Linked DNA regions of Sus scrofa: region 2 is linked to region 1. A link is a contact called in public Hi-C data. All regions are on one chromosome and are shown on one strand. The core of a region is the stretch at or near the end of the contact, and the rest is flanking DNA. Distances in the headings are between cores, read along the strand shown.

Region 1 (3,671 bases), core at 723-3,222:
GGGATCAAGCCGAGTCTGCAGCCTACACCACAGCTCATGGCAATGCTGGATCCCTGACCCATTGAGTGAGGCCAGGGATCGAACCCGTATCCTCATGGATACTAGTATGATTTGTTTCTGCTGCGCCACAACAGGGACTCCGAAGTGTATCTATCCATCCTTCCTTCCTTCCCTCCCTCCTTCCCTTTAGGGCCACACCTGTGGCACGTGGAGGTTCCCAGGCTAGGGGTCTGATTGGAGGTGCAGCTGCCGGCCTACGCCACAGCCACAGCAACACCAGATCTGAGCCACGTCTGCGACCTACACCACAGCTCATGGCAATGCCAGATCTTAACCCACTGAGCAAAGCCAGGGATTGAACCAGCAACCTCATGGTTCCTAGTCAGATTTGTTTCCACTGTGCCATGACGGGAACTCCCCAAGTGTATCTTTCTAACCAGAGGGATAATGCTTACGCCGTTTATTCCCCCTGATTGCAGTTGCCCCCACTAGCCCCTGAGATCCTGAATTGCTGTCCCTCGAGGCACAGAAAGGGAAGATATAGAGTGCTTCATAGGGGTTGTTTTCCTTAGGTGTGAAGATGTGATCCTTCTCCAAGACTGATGCTATTTGGGGAGATTCTTGGCAGGGATGGCACTCAATCCATGTAGGAGTGGAAGACTACGACCAAAAGGAGAGAGGAGCTGAGGAACTGCTATTTCAAAAAGATGCCTCTCAGGGACGGGACCAGAAAGTGACATCATCAGGGATCACTTCCTTCAGGCATGGGCAGCAAATTTAGCTGCCCCACTCCTGGCTATGACTGGAATGGGGGGGAGAAGGGTCTGGCCAAGTTTTTGTGCACAAGAATATCACACCATTATTGCAGTGTATGACCCCAGTGGTTGGCAGGCTCCCGGGGCTGCTGATTCTCTGTTCACTGGGCTGACCTTTTCACCTGAGCTGCTTAGCGCATGATTCTCCTCCCGGGAGCTAGACCGCTATTAGGGTCAGGGAGCAGCTCGGGAGACCTACAGGATTGGGGTGGACAGAGGAGAGCTTCAGAATGTCACAGCAGGAAATACATGTCTTGGTTTCTAGGTCTGTATGATTTCAAAAATTCTGCGCCACAAGTTCGTCAGCACCTATCAGATCGGGTGTCCCAGTTTTCGACGTGGAAAATATAGACTATGCACAGGTAATAGAGAAGGGGGAGGCAGCCATTCATTCATTCCAGGGTCTAAGGGTGGGACTGTAGGGGAGGGGCGAGGCGCTGATGACCAGCAGAGACGACCCCAGCCCCGTGCTAGACTCTCCCATTGAATACTCAGTTCTGCTCGGAGATGAGCAGGTGAGGGACACAAAACGGTGTGACAGGCGCCTTCCTAGCCCCACCTGCTCACGCAATCCCCCGCTCTATCCCATATTAGTAAATCTAATCTATTAGCCTCGTCCCACCAGCTCAACCCCGAGGGTCCACGTGCGTAAGCAGTCTGCCCTGGCTGCTTAAAAGGGGGACCTGAGCAACTGGGTTGGGTGTGGTGGCTTTCTGGCTGCCTGCGTGGAAGACGTCAGTTTCTCCCACGTGGAGACGGGAAGGAGACTCCAGGGCCCCAAAAAGCTGCGCTACAGCCTGCACCGCCAACACCGCAGCCCGCCACATCTCAGCGGCTGTCCGCCCAACGCCTAGAGTATCAGCGGCGGTCGGCCCAACCCTAGAAGATCAGACCACTGCCCCCAATCTCGTACGTTCTCCTCCCAGCATAGCCCAGCCCATCTCCCCACCCTAGGCCCCGCCCCCGACACCTCCCAAGCTGGGCAGGCTCTGGGCGGCCCCTTTCGAGTCTGGGACGCACCATCAGGACTGCAAGTCCCAGCAGCTCCTGGACCCCGGACCCGAGGGCGGGGCTATGCCGGGCAGCGAATTGGGAGGAAGCCTGGAGCTCAGGCTAGAGACCACGTGTGGCCAATCGCCGGGCGGCTCGCACGGTGTGCCGATGGGGGCGGGGAGAACCCGCCCAAGCCGGAACAAAAGCCGGATCCGGGTGGCTGCGGGAGGCTGGAGCGCTCCGGAAGGTAGGCGGCGAGTTGGGCCCTGTGCACCCAGCACCGCGCACGGCCTTTCGTAGAGAGGTGAGTGGCGGGCGGCCGCTTTCACGCGATGGCCCCCAACTGGCCCAGAAGCTTCCTGCCTCCCTCCCCCAACCCGGAACCTACTCCCCCGACGCCGGTTTGGGGCTCACGCGCCCTCCCTGCACCTGCTTGGAAGTTCTGGGTGTCTTAGTTTTAGGATCGCCTTCGCCTGGTTAGCGACCGGTGGCCAGATGTTGGCCCGTCGACCACCCCACTCCCCCACATTCCAGTTCCTGGGAGTTTGGACAGTGCTTGCCGCCGTCGTTGCCTGTCTTCCCTCCGCCGAATCGCATTTGTCCCTAACTGGCGCCTCTCACTGCCACCCCGGGGCCAGTTCTGAGCCTCCTCGGGTTTTATCCCGCCACCTCTTTCCCCGACCAGGGTCCCCCTACCGGTTACCGGGGACGGGAAGTACAGAGCGCGGTGGCCAGTCGCCCCATTCTGACCCCTCACAAGCCGGGGTCAGGCCCTTCCTCTTACTTCTATGGAGAGTCGACTGAGCACCGCGAGGGAATGGAGAGAGAGCGCGAGCTCGGGCGCGTAGCCGCCGCGGGCCACGCGGGTTTGGGCCGCCTCAGGCCTCGCCGCGAGGACCTAGCCTCGGATCGGCGGCCCAGGAAAGACCCGCCTCGCTCTGGAGGTGCCGTCGGGCCCAGACGCTAAGCGACAGATGGCCGGAGTGCCCGTCTTTCTCCCCAGCCTTGGCGTTGATGCCAGGCTTGACGGAGGCAAGGTCCTCCAGGGGCTGAAGGATGCTGCCGCCGCCCTCCTGTCGGGCTTGGCAGAGGGCCAACCCCAGCGCCTGCTGCCCTCTCCAACCTTGGCAGAAACCGTGAAGTACCAAGGAGTTTTGCCATTAGGTGATCCTTGGTAGTCTGCCTAGGAAGGGGATTTTCGGGAGGGTTGGGAGGGGAGCAGCACAGAGCGCAGTTTGGTCAGCCAGCCCGTTCCTCTCTCCTCCCTGTAACTTTGTCTTTCAGCCAGCTCAGATCATTGGGTTTCTGAAATTCTGAAATGTTGGGTGAGGGACAGCTGGTAGACCCAGCTGCCCCGAGGGGTATTTTCACTTCACGAGCTTCTTAAACAGCTTGGGGGGGTGGCGATGGGAATAGCCTGGGGCACTGAGGCGGATGGCTGGTGTCTCTGCCCTCTTTCTCTGCTCTCCTTGCTGCAGTAGGGACCCTCAGAGTTCTGCCCCTCCCCTTAACTCTAGGGATTGCCTGTCCCCCTTTCAAAAAGCCCTAATCCTACAGATACTAACCTTAGAAGAAGTGCTCTTTGTCCTTCCCACAGAGACCCTAAGTAGCATCCCCGTGGTTCCTCTTCTCTGGCTGTGTCCCAGGGGTACAATCCTGGGGAACAGGCTCCTTTCATTCAGCCTTCCCTGTGGGCTGCTTCTGCCCTCAGTGGCTGCTGTCTATGAACTCAATTCTGGGTCTCTTCCGTGTCTGCAGAAAAGACCCCATTCAGCTCAGAAGGTCTCGCCTTTGGATTGAGAAAGAGAGAGAGTATGTGTGTGCTGATTCCTTGACGTGATTTCCCTCAAATCTACCTGTTAC
Region 2 (3,537 bases), core at 573-3,072, 65 kb after region 1:
CTGTCACAGACACAGCTCAGAGCTGGTGTTGCTATGGCAGCTGTAGCTCCAATTAGACCTCTAGCCTAGGAACCTCCCTATCCGGCAGGTGCGGCCCTAAAAATAAAATAAAATAAAACCCTCGTCCTTATGGATACTGGTTGGGTTCATTAACCACTGAGCCACGACAGGAACTACTTTTTTTTTTTTTTGTCTTTTTAGGGAAACATTTAAATTTAAGTGTCTGTAAATAACTTTATTGGAACATAGCCATGCTCTTTCATTTAGTATTGTCTATGGCTGGCTGCTTTCCCACTATAAAGGCAGAGTGGAGTGTGACAGAGACTGTGCGACCTGAAAAGCTTGGTCTTTTTTGCACACCCTGCTCTAGGTCTAGATGAATGAGAATTTTTAGCAACAGGCGGGATGCACTTATCAATCATATCTTCATTGGAATCAAATTCTCAAATATTGCAGGAACAAAATAGCTCTTTCACTTCCTGCATTAGAATAGTTTTGGCTCAAACTCCCTTTCTCTTCAGATAAATTTCTCCCTGGTTCCTTCCCCTCATCCCCCTTCCCACCCTCTGAATCCTTGTTAATTTATCACCCTGTTTAAGATATCTCAGATAGGGAGGGGCTTAAAGGGTGGCTGAAGAGGCATCGTCATCTAGGTTTAAGTAGGAAATCCAGTGCACGTGTCCAACCTTCCCAAAGGTTGCCTTGGGTGAAGATCAAAGAAGAGAAGCACCTGGCCCACCAATGGTTGGTTGAAAACCAGAGAGAAGAGGCAAAGGAGCCAGTCTACCGGAGCCCAGGGCTTTGACAGTGTCCCGAAACTTAAAATAATGGGATGGGAAACATGAACCAAAATGTCTCAAAAGGAGCCCACTCCCCCTTTGGCTTAGTTCAGCAACCCTGTTATACCTAAAGTAGGAACTGCAGCTACAGAGGATGTTCTTGTGGGCATTGAACTCAAAGCCATTGACCTTGATGACCACGTCGCAGAGCTTGCCCTCTAGCCTAAGCTCGTTGAAGATCTCACAGGTCATCGCACTCATCTTCCTCTCCATGTGAGGCTGGTGGAAACGTGTGGAGGCCGCCGCGCTCTCCATCTCCATGGCACCCTGGGACCAGCGGAGAGAGGCTGCTCTCCTAGGGTGTCGGGGAGGGTTGTGGGGGGCCCCTTTAGCCAGCTGTCGCTCCTTTTCCCTACTACATCTTTCATATAGGGACCATCAGGCAGCCCAAGTTCCAGAATCCTGGGCCCGCAGTGAGATCACTCTCAGGATTGTGCTCTCAGGTTCTGGAACTCTCTCCTGTCCCTGTCCTCCTTTCTTCTCCCCTCCCTGCACCACGCAAGCTGAAGACCCCCTCACGCCTCCCACAACCAGGAGCAGGACTGTGACCATCGACACCACCTAAGAGTTTTCATTCACTCTGGTTCCTACTGCCCACTTCAGGGGCTCAGTTCCAAGTCTCCGTAGCATCCACCTACCTTCTTTCACAGCTCAGCACTTGGCTCCCCAGAAGCTGAGTTCAAGGAAACCAAGTCAGAGGAGGCAGAAGGGAGAAGTAAAACTGATGGGTTTTCATTCTGGCCCGGCTGTCAAGGGCCTTCTGCCTCCTGGATGTGGGTCATTTATCTTCTGTGATGGGGAGTGGGCTCCGTGAAGGCAGCACCTTCAGGATGTTCAACAGAACTCGCTTTATGGCTCCTTCACATCCCCTCCCATTCTGCCACTTTTTGTCATGCAAACTGGAAGCCTGGAAATGACCACTCAGGCTAGGGTTTTTTGCCCTAAAAAGAGTGGTACCCACGTTACCCCAGCCTCTTGGCACCCTCCCCATCTTTTGCATGGGGCCCTCAAGCAAGGTCTTCACACACTGCCTCACAAACCCTGGGAGGGCGCCTGCCCCGCCCCGCCCCGCCCCCCGCAGCCTCGGGCCCGCCTCCTGCACCCTAGTCTCCGCCCCCTCCCTCGGGCCCGCCCCGGCCGTAGGCGACGCCTGCGCAGTGCGGCCTAAGGGGCGGTCGTTGTCCTCACGCCGCCGACCGGCCGGCAAGCGCCATGGAGGAGGAGGTGAGGCAGGAGGAGGAGACCGGCCTGGGGCGGGCCCAGACCCCCCGGGCGCTCCGAGACCCCCCTCAGGCCGCCTGGGTTCCGCCGCGTCACCGCGGCCGGTAGATGCCCAGGCCCGGCCAGAGTCCCTGCTTGCCCCCCCGCGCCCCCAGCCCGGCCTTGCCAGGTCCCCCCTGGGCCCAGCGCGGTGTCAGGGTCAGCAGTTCTCTCGGATCTCGGGACAGGTGAGCCCCCTGATGAAGGCCACGGTCCTGATGCGGCAGCCCGGGCGGGTGCAGGAGATCGTGGGCGCCCTCCGCAAGGGCGGAGGAGACCGCTTACAGGTACCGCGGTGGGGAGCAAGGTCGGGGCGGCCGGGTGGGGTGTGGGGTGACTGGGAAGGTGGCCTGCCCAGTGTGCCTTCCCGCATCACTGCGCACACCTGCAAGCAAGCCCTCAGCCCTTAGAAATGGCCAGGGTCCGGAGGGCAGAACTGTCTTGCCTTGCGGGAGAGCCCACCTACCTGAAAAACCTAAATACCAAATTTCTCAATAATGCCATGCTGTAGAAAGCATCCCACACCAGGCTTCGGGCCTCACTGTCCACACCAGCCGAGGTTGGTGGGCTCTCCAAGAATGTGCAGGGGTGGGATGGGCCAGAAGGTGGAGGCCTCTTAGGAAAGACCAGAGCATTGAGCCGGTGCTGCTGAAAGAGTGGAAGGAGTCCTGATGGTGCAGTCCCCACCCCCACCCTCAACGTGGCTGAGTGTCTTAAGGGTTACCACTGATACTAACTAGGACTAGTTCTTCCTTCCCTCTGCTGCCCTCCCTAACTCCCCCAGGGCTTTGCCCAGGGCTGGGCACTGGCCACTCAGACTTCCTTAATCACTCTCCAGGCTGGCACAGGGCCATGCCTGAAGGAGCCTGTCTAGGCATCATCTCTCTTTTGCATTTTAGGTCATTTCTGATTTTGACATGACCTTGAGCAGGTTTGCATATAATGGAAAGCGATGCCCTTCTTCTTACAGTAAGTCACAAACTAGCTTGCTTTCTTGGGCTTGACAGATGATGACTTCTAAAGGGCAAGTAAAAGGAGTTCTGTGTTTTTGCAGATATTCTGGATAACAGCAAGATCATCAGTGAGGAGTGCCGGAAAGAGGTGGGTTACTCCCTTCTTTGCTCAGAAATAGCTAACATGTCCTACGTCAAATGGTTCCTCAAAGATTCCAGGATAGAGACCTTAAAATATGAAATTTTTTTTTTTAATTGTTGTTATGGGAATTCCTAGTGTGGCTCAGCAGGTTAAGAACCTGACACAGTGTCCACGAGGTTGTGGGTTTGATCCCTGGCCTCACTGGGCATTGCTGCAAGCTTCAGCGTTGGTCGCAGATGTAGCTTGGATCCAATACTGCCATGGCTATGGTGTAGGCTGGCCGCTGGAGCTCTGATTTGACCCCTAGCCTGGGAACTTCCACATGACTTGGGTGCGGCCCTAA

The links. A called contact is a pair of places that touch in the nucleus more often than the background predicts.
Region 2: a contact with region 1 is called in a Hi-C map of liver, with 7 times the contacts expected there. The contact joins the promoter of NT5C3B here to the promoter of ACLY in region 1. A contact is called at or near these places in 1 of 47 Hi-C or Micro-C datasets (liver) and 1 of 2 datasets of contacts at active chromatin or transcription factors (alveolar macrophages).

Annotation. Positions count from the first base shown.
Region 1 is chr12:20,794,743-20,798,413 of Sscrofa11.1, forward strand. It overlaps ACLY (ATP citrate lyase), which reads left to right and starts at 1,973. Exons shown (of 31, transcript NM_001105302.1): 1 at 1,973-2,112.
Region 2 is chr12:20,860,362-20,863,898 of Sscrofa11.1, forward strand. It overlaps NT5C3B (7-methylguanosine phosphate-specific 5'-nucleotidase), which reads left to right and starts at 1,823. Exons shown (of 8, transcript XM_021066994.1): 1 at 1,823-2,386; 2 at 2,999-3,068; 3 at 3,154-3,200. The coding sequence starts at 1,838. KLHL10 (kelch-like protein 10) reads right to left here and starts at 1,822. Exons shown (of 5, transcript XM_021066996.1): 1 at 907-1,822. The coding sequence starts at 1,100.